3 separate regions of the Mus musculus genome follow, and regions 1 and 3 are each linked to region 2. A link is a contact called in public promoter capture Hi-C data. All regions are on one chromosome and are shown on one strand. Each heading gives the region's core, a stretch centred on a gene start, on an enhancer-like site or on the middle of the called end of the contact. The rest is flanking DNA. Distances are from core to core; before and after follow the strand shown. Region 1 overlaps Zcchc14 (zinc finger, CCHC domain containing 14). Region 2 overlaps Banp (BTG3 associated nuclear protein). Region 3 overlaps Fbxo31 (F-box protein 31).

The links. Capture Hi-C pulls out chosen DNA fragments and counts their contacts.
Region 1: a promoter capture Hi-C map of liver shows a contact between it and region 2. The contact joins two enhancer-like sites. A contact is called at or near these places in 1 of 115 datasets of contacts at active chromatin or transcription factors (pancreatic cancer cells) and 1 of 9 other capture datasets (liver).
Region 3: a promoter capture Hi-C map of adipose tissue shows a contact between it and region 2. The contact joins two enhancer-like sites. A contact is called at or near these places in 1 of 115 datasets of contacts at active chromatin or transcription factors (pancreatic cancer cells) and 1 of 9 other capture datasets (adipose tissue).

What each region holds. Positions count from the first base shown.
Region 1 is chr8:121,630,258-121,634,486 of GRCm38.p6, reverse strand. All of the region lies in intron 1 of Zcchc14 (zinc finger, CCHC domain containing 14), which reads left to right. Among named protein-coding and RNA genes, the nearest start is that of Zcchc14, 20 kb to the left of the region's middle. Within about 2 kb of position 2,571, at least 94 of the 459 cell types and tissues checked have an H3K27ac peak or open chromatin away from gene starts, as enhancers often do. A contact at or near this core is called in liver, where this site is marked.
Region 2 is chr8:121,996,766-122,000,817 of GRCm38.p6, reverse strand. It overlaps Banp (BTG3 associated nuclear protein), which reads right to left. Exons shown (of 14, transcript NM_016812.4): 7 at 3,539-3,778. Among named protein-coding and RNA genes, the nearest start is that of Mir7237, 21 kb to the right of the region's middle. Within about 2 kb of position 1,392, at least 9 of the 459 cell types and tissues checked have an H3K27ac peak or open chromatin away from gene starts, as enhancers often do. A contact at or near this core is called in adipose tissue and liver, where this site is marked.
Region 3 is chr8:121,571,204-121,575,215 of GRCm38.p6, reverse strand. All of the region lies in intron 1 of Fbxo31 (F-box protein 31), which reads left to right. Among named protein-coding and RNA genes, the nearest start is that of Fbxo31, 5.6 kb to the left of the region's middle. Within about 2 kb of position 1,780, at least 112 of the 459 cell types and tissues checked have an H3K27ac peak or open chromatin away from gene starts, as enhancers often do. A contact at or near this core is called in adipose tissue, where this site is marked.

The DNA of each region.
Region 1 (4,229 bases), core at 1,322-3,821, 370 kb after region 2:
TGCCCAGGGGGTGCCCAGGAGGGTAGGAAGCTCTGTAGGACCCCTGCCTTGCAACCCTTCTGTGTGGTCCTGTGTTTTTACTGTGACAGCATGCAGTCATGACAGCACTGCAGTCCACTAGGGTGCCTTCAGCCACACTGTGTGCCACAGCCTTAGTAGTAAGTGTCCAGTATCAGTCTTCCAGCTTGGTAAGCTCAGTAAGAGTGTTGTAATTACCACTGCTATTATTTCCATGTTGCCATGAAAGAGGCTGGGACAGAACACCAGAGAATCTCCTGAGCAGTCCCTTCCGTGAGCAGGGCTGTGTGCCCGCTGCACCCTGTGAGGCCGTGTTCTCTGCCCACTCTCTTTTCTCCCCATCTTCCCTGCCTCCTCTTCCTCCTGTTTATTTTGAAACAGGGTCTTGTTACGTAGCCCAGGCTGACCTAGAACATGTGACTCTCCTGCCTCAGCCTCCTTGACTGCTAGGATCCTAGATGTGTGCCCCTGTGCCCACTCATCCCTCAACTCCGGTGGCTGCCATGTTTCAGTTTTCCTTCCCATCTGAGCATGTGGTCCTGGACAAAATGTTGGGAGCTGTGCTTGAGTTTTATTTGTAATGTGGGGACGATTTGGTCTGTTATGTGGGCTGATGGCGGCTCCTACTCCAGCAGCTCACTACCATCCCCTGTTGGAGCAATGGTGCTGGGCTGCAGGAAGCCCAGGTTTCCTCTGGTCAGCTTCCTGTGGCAGTCTGTATCTGGAGGGCTGTACTTCCAGAAATCTAATTGTAAAGAGCATGTGCTCTTTGACAGTGGTGTCTAGGCCAGGCGTGGTGGCGCCCGCCTTTAATCCCAGCACTTGGGAGGCAGAGGCAGGCAGATTTCTGAGTTCGAGGCCAGCCTGGTCTACAGAGTGAGTTCCAGGACAGCCAGGGCTACACAGAGAAACCCTGTCTCAAATAAATAAATAAATAAATAAATAAATAAATAAATAAATAAAGCAAGCAAGCCCTGTCTCAAATAAATAAATAAATAAATAAATAGATAGGTAGAGAGAAAGAAAGAGGTGTCTAAAATTTAAATTTCTAAAGATTATATTCCTGATGATGAATATTAAAGTGAGTTTACAGCAGCTTTCAGGAAGCCCGTGTGAGGTTTTCCACAGGACAGACAATCTGAGGAAAACCTTTTCAACATTGTCCTTATCCAAGGATAATGGATAATTAGCTGTCGGGATGGGACCAACATTGGCCATGAAACCACATGACCCCCATGACTTACCTGGAAGGGATACATGTCCATTTGGGCTGATTGTCCACATGGCCTGGGGTTTCTGCTCATGTCCCTCCTTATAGGGCAGGCCTTTGGTCTGACCCAGGCATAATCCTTTATTTTGAAATGTCACAGTATCAGAAATGCAGAATTTTAGGGTCTACCTTAGACCTGAGTCATGGTCCTGGGATCAAGTATAGGCCTTGCATGTTCTAGGTGAGGCTCTTGAGTGCACTGGGGATACTCTGCCCCTTTTTACTTGTTGAGACAGGCTGTAACTAAGTCACCAAGACTGGTCTTGCACTTAGTCTCTATCTTGAACTGGCCCTGAGCCAGCCATCCTCTTGTAGTCTCCTGATTATCTGAAGCTACATGCCTGTGCCCCGAGGTGAGACCTAAAGGTCTTCACATACTAGGCCTGGACACACCACTCTTATCTACATACCTAGAAGGCGTGCATCAAGACCTGGGCTCTGCTGCTTGGGACCAGGCACCTAAACTGCACTCCAGCAAGGCACTCCTGAACGGGCAGCGGCACTGGAGGTCACATGAGCTTTCCTGTGGCCCTCAGGAGGGAGGAGGATGTCCTGGTCTTGGAGCAGGTGCTGAGCATCAGATCTGCCTGTAGCCATGGCCTGTTGGCACCCAAGCAGAGCAGCTGAGATCCTAGTGATGCCAGCCGGGCAAGATGGGGAGTACAGAGCACCACCTGAAAATCAGTGCCACTGGGGCCATAGGAACTCAGGCTGTAGCTGAATGTCCTACAGATGCCTGCCTAGTGTCTAAATGGAAGGCATTGTTGTGTTAGCAGCGGATCCCTCAATGAACAACAGCCCATAGAGATGAGGCACTGAATGTGTGTCTGCTGGGCTGCGGTGAGGAGTAGGGCTAAGTAAATGGGCTGAGGTGCCTGCCTGGGCTGGTGGTTTTAGCCATGATGATGAAAGGGCAGTTAGCCAGGCAGCAGAACCTCTGACCATTCCGTGAGAGTAAAGGAAGGTGCTTTGCTCGGAGAGGATTTGAACTAACAGGAAGATCTGGGGAAGGGGGTACCTTGGCTTAGTCTCCAGGCCTTGCACAGGATGGGAGGGGGACATGTGCACATGGGGCCATTGAAACTCTGAAGTGAGTCAGAGAGCATCTGAGTCAAACTGCCGGCCGGTCATGTGGATAAATTAACCTCACCAAAAATAACCTAAAACAGCGTTTCTGAGACTTGCAGTTGAAGACAGCGTCCAGTGTAAACAGAAGAGCAAGAGGTGAGAGGAGGAAGGCCAGCCAGCCAGACGGCAGACTGACAGGCGCGCTTGGCCTGGAGTCATCACTTTTAAAGCATTTTTTCCCTGCCTGTGTTTTCATCAGGCTGCTCACAGCTTTGCCCTGACCTAGACCTGGCCAGTTGCTGGCCTGGGGACAGCAGCCTCAGCTCTGGGCTGACTCTACATGGACACAGGAAGTGCTTCCTGTTGTTGTCCCCAGGGGGCATGCTGATGCTTTGTGAAGTGGTCCTGATCTCAGCCTGGGTCTCAGTAGCGGGTCCCACACCAGGACAAGCCCCTGTTGTCGCACACCCCTACCCTGTCTTCATCTGTAGGCTTGGGGTAGGGAGCTGGGTTTGCTTGTGGCTCTCTGGTGATAGGGGTGCTGGTCTCCTGTGACTGTCAGCACACCCCTGGCCTCCTCTTGGAACCAGGATGTAGGGTCAGGAGCTGTGGGAGTCAAGCAACCATGATGGGCTGTTGCTGGCTCATGGCCATGTACTGAAAAGCTGTACCTGAGCTGCTCACACAGTGGGATATGAAACTTGTCTCCTGAAAAGGGTGTGTCTTGTCTGCAGCTGTGTCACCCAGGCTGGTTTGGAATTCAAGGCCCTTCCGTTCTGACTTCCAGGTGCCAGGGATCATGGGCATATGTGAAATAGTAGCTTTATAAACTTAAGTGCTCTCTGATGTCTTCTTTAACTTTATTTAGTATCATGTGTGCACATGGTGTGGGTACATCTCTGTCCTAACAGTATGCATGTGGGAGGCAGAAGGCAGCCCTGGGGAGGAGGTCCTCCTATCTTCTTACTTCGTTTTCAGGGATTGAACTCAGAGTTGTAAGTCAAATGTCTTTATTCACTGAGCCATTTTGCCCAGCCCTCTTTACTGACTTCTTTCCCTCCTTGCTTGCCTACCCGCCCGCCTTCCTGAGACGGAATTTCATACAGCCCAGCTTGGCATTGAACTTACTATATAACCAAGGGGAACTCTGAATCTTGATCTCTCTGTCTCTACCTCCTGGGTGCTAGGATTGCAGGTTTGCTCCACCCTGCCTCTGTTTTATGGAGTGTTGGGCATCAGACCTAGGATGTCGTGTGTGCTCGGTAAGCACTGCCAACACTCCCAGGCCCAACTTAAACTTCCTGGTAACTTCTTGGTGAAGCTGGCCATCGTGAGCTGCCTTTGTAAAGTGAGTGAGCGAGCGACTGGGATTTCTTTTCTTGAGTTTAGTTGGAGTTCACAGAGACAGACTGGCGGGTGGCACGTTGCTCATAGGCATCTGTGGTGCTCCACGGAACACCGGGATGCAGAGTGAGCCTTTTGTGGTGGTGGTGGTGTTGTTGTTGTCGTCGTCAGGATAGGGTCTCTTTATATAGCCCTGCCTGGCCTGGAACTCACAAAGGAGGTCAGACTGGCCTCTGTTTCCCAAGTACTGAGATTAAAGGCATACCCTCCATGCCTGGTCAAGAGTAAGCCTTCTTGACCCAGTTTAGCTAGGTTTCTTTTTTTCTTTTTTTTTTCTCTCCAAGACAGGGTTTCTCTGTGTAGTCCTGGCTGTCCTGGAACTCACTCTGTAGACCAGGCTGGCCTCGAACTCAGAAATCCACCTGCCTCTGCCTCCCGATTGCTGGGATCAAAGGCGTGCGCCACCACTGCCTGGCTTTAGCTAGATTTCTACTGAGTGGCTCTGACATTGGGCGGCAGCCTGTGCCTT
Region 2 (4,052 bases), core at 143-2,642:
AAAATCTCACTTCATCAAGGAAGACGCCCATCACTCAGGTCACTGGGGGCAGCAGGACCAGATGCAGGTATTTACCACTCCTCCCGTCGAGTTAGTTAACCTTTAAAGAACCAGGCTTCACTCCAACACCAACGAGTCTCCATTTCTCCCAGGCTTCAGACTCCCAAGCCTGTAACTTCTCTTGCCCTAAACTCACTCACAAGACGACATATACCATCCTAATTGCCTAGGGAATCAGACTCAAAACTGCACTCATACAGGTCTTGCCAAAGCTGTAGTCCGTTACCCTCTGCTCTTCTGTTTAGCCTAGCCCGCCTCAGTCCAGACCAGCAAACAGTACTGTCCCCTCTCCTCATCCAAAACTCCCTCAGTGCAGCACACTTGCTTTCTAGAACACCTTAAATGTACAGGGATCTCACACAGTGTTTACCCTTCCTCCCTTACAAACGAGGGGCACTCAGTAAATTCTGGCCAGCATTCGGGGAGCAGCAGGCACCTGAAGATGTTTGCCCAGTGCTCCCAGCCAGTTGCTTACTCCTTCGTTCTTACCAGGCTGTCTCCTAACACACCCAAGCTCTTAGCACAGGAACCACTTCCCAGAGTTGCCTGGAACCCCAGGGAAGGGTAGTAGCCACATCCAGCCCTGGAGGGTAGAGCAGGAACACACAGCACACAGCAGAGCACCACTGGACCCCAACTGCCGATCCTTAGGAGCACAGAACAGGCCGGGAGCACAGAAGAGCACGCAGAGCCTGGCCATCTCACGACCTCACGCCATGGCCCTCCCTCTTTTTAGAACTTACTTTTTGTATCACCAATCCTTAAATTTGCCAATTAAAATTTATATTTATTAAATTGTGTGTATGTGTGTGTTTGTGTACCCGCAGAGGTCACAGTTACTGGATCACCTAGAGCTAGAGCTACAGACAGCTGTGTGCCACTGCTGTGGGAGTTGGGACTCGAACTCAGGACTGCTAGGAGGAGTAAGTGTTCTTAACCACTAGACCCTGTCTCCAGCCCATGGTCCTCTGTCTGCCACGGCCCAATGACAGCAGGAAGGATGGTAGTGAAGGACGTCACAAGACTTTCTCTTCAACACAGTGACCTCTGTAGCTGGCTTATGCAACTTCACTAAATAACAGGAAAATAAATGAAGAAACTCAAACTCCAATAATCAAAAGTCTAAGTTGGCAAATGTCCTCTTCTGGCTGTTAAAGCCACCGAGTTTAGATCGTCTCCTGAGGGGGAAGTTCTCCCCCAAACTCTACAGCTGCTCTCATCAAGAGCAGCCATGAGAAGGAGTGGAACCCTTTCACTGCCATATTACCTACTGGGCATTAGGAGATGTCTCTGAGTGTTCTGTTTGCATATACTCAGCAATGGCACAGTGACAGCAGGCCTGTGACCTGGAAGTACTTTTCCCTTTCCCTCAGGAGTGAGTTGGCAGCTCTGGTTCTGACTTCCAGGTCATCTCAAATAGACAGAGTCATAAACCACTGAGAAACCACACGCGAGACAAGTGGCTTTAGATATGGACAAAAGCCTCTGTAGGTCCCAGGCCAGTCACCTGGCTTCCAGTCGCAGTCACCACAGAACCCCCTGCTGGCCAACTACCTCATCTGATACACATTTGAAAGCCTCACTGAGTAAGAACACCATCGCTCTTGTGCCTGTTTGTAGGCAAAACCAAGGAATAGGAGAAGCCATCTCACAGTGTCACTTCTGGCTATGTGTCCACCTTCGTCACAGCGGAGGACAAACAAGACGAGGCCTGATGTCATACCTTCCTCTGCTCAGCAGGCCATGCAGTAGGACCAAAGCTCAAAACCAAAAGCCCTGGAAACAACAGAAGCCTCCAGCTGCTGGCCTGTGGGGTCACCTGCTGCCCAAGGTGGTGGAGCACTGAGCTCATGAAAGTCAAGGGCACTGCTGCTCTTCAGCTGTAGAGGCTTGGAGGCAGGCCTGAAGAGGCCTCTGCACGGTGGCAAAGTTTCCCAAGGACGCCTGCAGGCTGTCCCCAGCTCACCCTGGCCCGTTCATGCCTCCCCACAACTCCTCCTAGTCTGTAGTCTCTGACAGCCATTCTAAGCCACCCCTCAGCAGTGACTGGTCCCTTCTGAGAAGAGGTCTCCCATTTGTCTCCGGAACTCAAGCTGCTCTGCCACCAGCTTAAACCAACCCAACTCTTCCCTGGCTCTCTAGGCAAACTGGCATTCTCGGGGCATCCCAAGACCCGTGCCAAGCCATGGCAGACCAATGCCACACCCATATAATGGCCTGTATCCAAGGCATTTGAGCAGCTTTCCCGAGCCATCCTTCAGGACCAGGGAAGAGACAGCATCTGATTATCCAAACTCAGAGAAACCCACATCCCTGTCACTGATGGATCAATGTCTTCCAAAATCATTGGGCAAAAATGCAGGGCCTTTACAGATATGACTGAGGAAGAGGCAGCAGCAGTGGGATCTCTATGAGGAGATAGGAGAAGATGGCCCATGGAGGCCACATCAGGAAGACCCAGGGCCACCACACCAGAGCTAGAGGCAAAGCCCCTGGAGGAGGAGCTGCTGCCCAGCCAAGCTAACCCTTGCCTCTGGGCCTGGGTCTGAATGCTCCAGCACGGACTCTGCTAGTGTGGCCCAAGAAATTCAATATACCCCACAGGGCACCAAGCCAGGAGAGCTCTCTGGACAATGCGCTGCCTGCAACTTACGACCAGGAGACCGTCTCCTCCAGGTAATAGTTTAGGAAGAGTCACTGCACGGGTGTGGTGTGGTGGCGCATACCTTTAATCCCAGCAGTTGGGAGGCAGAGGGCCCACACAGGTAGAGGTATGCCAGTACTTCACCAAATCTCTGTTCTTACAAAGCTAAGGAACCAGTGCACAGAGACTAGCACGGAGCCTGTGGCCACAGAGCCATGGTCATGAACAGCCCGCACTCCTCCTCTCGCACATGGCCTGCAGCTGAGTGAGCACGGGGCAGACCATGATTTGGGGAAGGCAAGGCAGACTCTTGGACAGATGGCCATAGCCTTAGCAGCGCCTGTCTCCCCACCTACTACAAACCCCTGGAGCTAAGCTCGTGTCTAACTGTGGGGTACACTGGCCCAACACTCCAAAGCCGCAGAGCTAATGTCTCTTTCTAAAAAAAGGTGTCAAATACCTACCTGAGATGATGGAAAAGCCAAAGGTGTGGCCCCAGTGAAACTAAACACACAGCCACCCCAGGGGGCGCTGGGGCAGTGGGCATCAAGGAATCCCACCTCTGCTCTCTCCCCAAAAGCAGCCGAAGGATGAGTGAGACTGGGATCTGCAAGTCCCTGGAGAAGCCCATTCCCAGTGTCCCTCTCAGCACAGCAAGCCACACATCTTGTCCCTCTCAGCACAGCGAGCCACACATCTTGCCAAAGCAAATCCTATTTCCAGGATGACCACTGCGCCCAGCATCACTCCCCAGAATGGAACGTGGTGTGGCTTCAGCGCCCTGACCAGCTCCGCCCTCACTGTGCGGACGGCTGCCTCACTGTGTGAACTTACACCGGATGCCGTAGATGGTGAGGGGGTCCAGCTGCTTCTTCCCGTGCTTGCCCTGGCCGGACAAGTTGGACACAGCCTGCACCTCACGGTGGAACAGGTAGTCCAGCAGTGTCAGCGCCATCTTCTCGGCCGTGCGACAGTTGGTGCTGATGTGCAACATGTCGGAAGGGATGATGGCACAGCGTACCCGCATCTCAGGGTTATTCTCATCGCCCAGCCAGGTGCCATTGGGATAGTCCTCTGAGAGGGGAGAAAGGCCGCAGTTAGCAACGCTCAGCTCAGAAGCACGTTCAGGCAGTACAGCCCACAGCCCACATATAAGCTCCCTAGGGCCAGAACACCAGAGCTGAGGTGTAGCAGGCCCAAGCCATCCTGATTGTAAAGGAATACATCAAAACAAGATATGAGCTCAAATAACAGGTAAGTCCCTTGGGCAGACAGAACGAGAAACAATGTCTCAAAGGTGAGCAAGCACACTGGTGAAGCAGTCGAAGCACACCCAGGTTGGAATCCA
Region 3 (4,012 bases), core at 531-3,030, 430 kb after region 2:
CCAGAGGAGAGGGACAGAACCTAGCACCCAGCCACCTGGGCATAAACTTTTTTTTTTTTAATGCATCACCTCCTTGGCCAACGACCAACTGTGTTTGTGCCCCGAGGAAAGGAAGAGCTGTAAATATATCCTAGTCCCCAGAGCAGCAAGAGCGGGGACCTCAAATACCTGCCCTTGCCTGACAGACTCTGTGGTTCAGCCTCTACCCAGGTCTGCTGCTGGCCAGTTCTGATGCCGCGTGCCTAAGTGTGCTTCCTCACAGCAGTGCAGGGCTGCTGAGTTGAGACCTCTCAGCTGTTTGTTCATACAGGGGCTGATAAGATGGCCCTGTCAATACAGCACCTGCCGCCAAACTTGATGCCCTGCGCCAAACTTGATGCCCTGCGTTCACTCCCTGGATCCCACCCTGCAGGAGTCCCGTAGGCAGTGTCCTGACTGCAGTGACACTGTAGTTCCACCCTTTACAGTGGTGTGGTTGGGAGTCGACTGTGGGATTGCTCTGCGAGGAGAGGCTAATAATGCCCCCACTGTTCCCAGCTTGACTGTCAGGATGAACGCTGTTGCTTTGTTAAGTAGCTGAGCTTGGGAGATGCTGTTTAGGGATATTTAATGTCCAGTGGATGTGTTGAGCCCACCAGTGGAAGGGGCACAGCAGAAAACACAGACTGTTAGAGAAATAGAAGGACAGGGTCTGTCCACGTCCTGGAGGAACGAAGGCTCTGAGTTGAGTTTCCTCCCTCGCCTTCCAGTCTCACACCTCCCTGGGGAAGCAGTTCAGCTCTTGGGTGTTATTATTATTTTAAGATGTATTTGTTTTATGTGAGTCCATTGTCGCTATCTTCAGACACATCAGAAGAGGATGTCAGATCTCATTACAGATGGTTGTGAGCCACCATGTGGGTGCTGGGAATTGAACTCGGGACCTCTGGAAGAACAGTCAGTGCTCTTAACCACTGAGCCATCTCTCCAGCCTGCTGATGTATTTTTATGCTTTTGTTCTTGGTTGGTTTCTTGTGAGGCAAGATCCCATGCACTCTGTAGCCTAGGGTGTCCTCAAACTTGGACAAATCCTCCTGCCTCAGCTTCCTGGGTGCTGAGATTACAAATGTGAGCCGCCATGCCTGGCTTCAGGTTTTTGTTGGTGGGTGGTGGCTTAAGGATCAAACCCAGATCTTTGTACCTGATGTAGGTGAGCACGCTACTATGGGGCTTTGGGCTTGACTTCCAGCTTTTATTTATTTATTTATTTATTTTTGAGACAGGTTCTTGGTTTGTGGTCCTAGTTGGCCTTGACCGCCGAGGTGCGGTGCTGGGTGGGTACATCAGATTTAAACCTGTTTCACTTTTTGTGAGACAGGCCTCATGTGGTACCCCAAGCTGGATTCGAACCACCCCTTCTGAAGTGGGATGACAGGGGTGTACCATCAACACAGATAAGGCATTTAAGAGTTAACTTCCACATACCACCTGTGTGGCCTTTCACTTGGCTGCAGAGGCTGTACTAGGTTTTTTTTTTTTTTTTTTTGTTTTTGTTTTGTTTTGTTTTTTGTTTTAAGGCTGCTTCACTGCTGAGCTTGAGTCTGTCTCTGCAGGCTTAAGGGAAGGCTGGCCTTGCCACAGGGAGTGGGTGGGGCTGGGTGATTGGCTCTCAGAGACAGCCACAGGGCATCTGAAGAACTGGGTGTGTCTTCCTTCTGGGCAGAGTGTAAACACAGCCATGCAGCACAGACTGTCTGAAGCCCACACACCCCCCTCTCCCTTCGGAGACTCCTGGGCCTGGCCACTGTGAGTCACTGTCCTCTGGCAGCTGTCCAGCTGTCCCCAGTGGCGAGGGAAAGGCTAGCCAGGACTCATAAGCCTGGCACTGGTGTCCCATGTCCCATGACCTCTGAAGGGCCCAGGAAAGCCTCCTCAGAGACTGCAGACGAATGGGGGCTCTGCCCACCATGGCCCCCACTCTGCAGGTGTCTGGGGTGACCCATGCTACTTGTGAGAGTAGACTGGGCTTCCTGACACTGTGTCCTGGAGATGAAGGTTGCTCGCCTTCTGCTGGCTGCTTGAGAGGTCATGTTGACCTGTGCGTGCATTTCGACTGGTCTGTCTGTCAGCCCCTGAATGTTCAGGTGTTCATGGACAGTGCGGGAGCTTGATGTTCTCTAGGAGTGCTATTCTGGGTTTGCTTTGTTATAAGGTTGAGTGTCCAGGATGGGGAGGCTGCTCAGTGGTTAGAGCACCAGCAGCTCTGCAGGAAGGATCTGGGTTCATTCAGTCACATGGTCTGCACAACCCACCCTCAGCCCAGCTCCAGGGGATCAGTGTCCTCTTCCGGCCTCCGCGGTGTACCACGTGCATACATGCAAGCCAAGTGCTCATAAACGTGAAATAAAAACAAAGAAATGTTTTAAAAAAAGAAACGAGAGCTGGCTTAGCAGCTAAGAGCAGTGGTGAGAACCCAGGCCTGATTCCCAGCACCCGCATGGTGGCTCACCATCTTCTGTAGCTCCAGTCTCGGGGGGGACCCCACATGCTTTTCTGGCCTCAATGGGCACCACACACACTCTTGGTGCATAGACATATGTGTAGGCAGAACACTTCATACATATTAAAATAAATGAATCTAAAAAAGGGGCTTGGGGAGACAAGTGTTTCTTGCAGCCACTGCAATGGCTGAGTCCAGTGCTGTGCCTGAACAGACAGACGTCTGTGTTTGAAGTGAAGCCGTGTATGGAGGGGTGACCTGAGTGTCCACCCTGTCGCTGGTGAGTTCATCTGTCAGCATCGAGCTCATGGCCTGGATGAGGAATCTGCCCCTGAGGGCCTTTTGGGCGTCCAGTTTCTCTTGCTGGCCCCTTGTCCGTGCCCAGAGCCAACTCTGCTGTCTGTGAGGGACTTCTGGGATATACATCAAGGGAGAGAGACATTTGGGAACAGTGACACTAAGTCCCCAGTGACTGCAAGATGAGACCGTCTGCAGGGAGCAGCCTTGCAGGCTGGCCTTACTGGGTAGAAGTCTGTGTCCAGAGGCTGCAGCCCTGCAGTAGATGCCTGACAGATTGACTGTAGACCAGGCTGGCCTTGAACTTACAGAGATCCACCTCCCCCCACCCCCCACCTTCCGAGTGCTGGAATCAAAGGTGTGTGCCGCCACACTCAGGAGACTGGGGTAGGAGGACCACAGCCTGAGGTAAGGCTTTGCTGACTGTAAGGCCACGCTTCCAGAAGGCCCACACATGCTCATCTCTAAAATCCAGTTTCCCTTGGGTGTCTGCGCTCAGCTCAGGGATGGCAGCTCATCCTTGAAGTACATTTGTCGTCCCTGCAAACTGAGGGAGTGTCTCAGTTAGCATGTCACTGCTATGAACAGATTCCATGACCAAGAGTTATAAAAGACAAGAGTTAATTGGGGCTGGCTTACAGGTTCAGAGGTTCAGTCCATTATCATCAAGGTGGGAGCATGGCAGCATCCAGGCAGGCATGGTGCAGAAGGAGCTGAGAGTTCTACATCTTCATCTGAAGGCTGCTCAGAGAAGAATGGCTTCCAGGCAGCTTTTTTTTTTTTTTTAAATGTATATAGGTACACTGTAGCTGACTTCAGACACACCAGAAGAGGGCTTCAGATCTCATTACGGATGGTTGTGAGCCACCATGTGGTTGCTGGGATTTGAACTCCGGACCTTCAGAAGAGCAGTCAGTGCTCTTAACCACTGAACCATCTCTCTAACCCCTAGGATGAGGGTCTTAAAGACCACACCCATAGTGACACACCTACCCCTACAGGGCCACACCTTCCAATAGTGCCACTCCCTGGGCTGAGCATATATAAACCATCACAGGCAGTGTTGGGGTTCAGTGTTGCCCCGCAGCTCCTCCTCATTTTGCTCGTGTCTATGAAAGTGCTGCACCATTTCCTACAGAAGCGGAAGGAATCTCATGGTGTTTGTGGGTCGTGGGTTTACACAGTGTCAGGTCCTCAAAGATAGTAGTGTGGGTCAGAGAAGTTTCTCGGCATGTC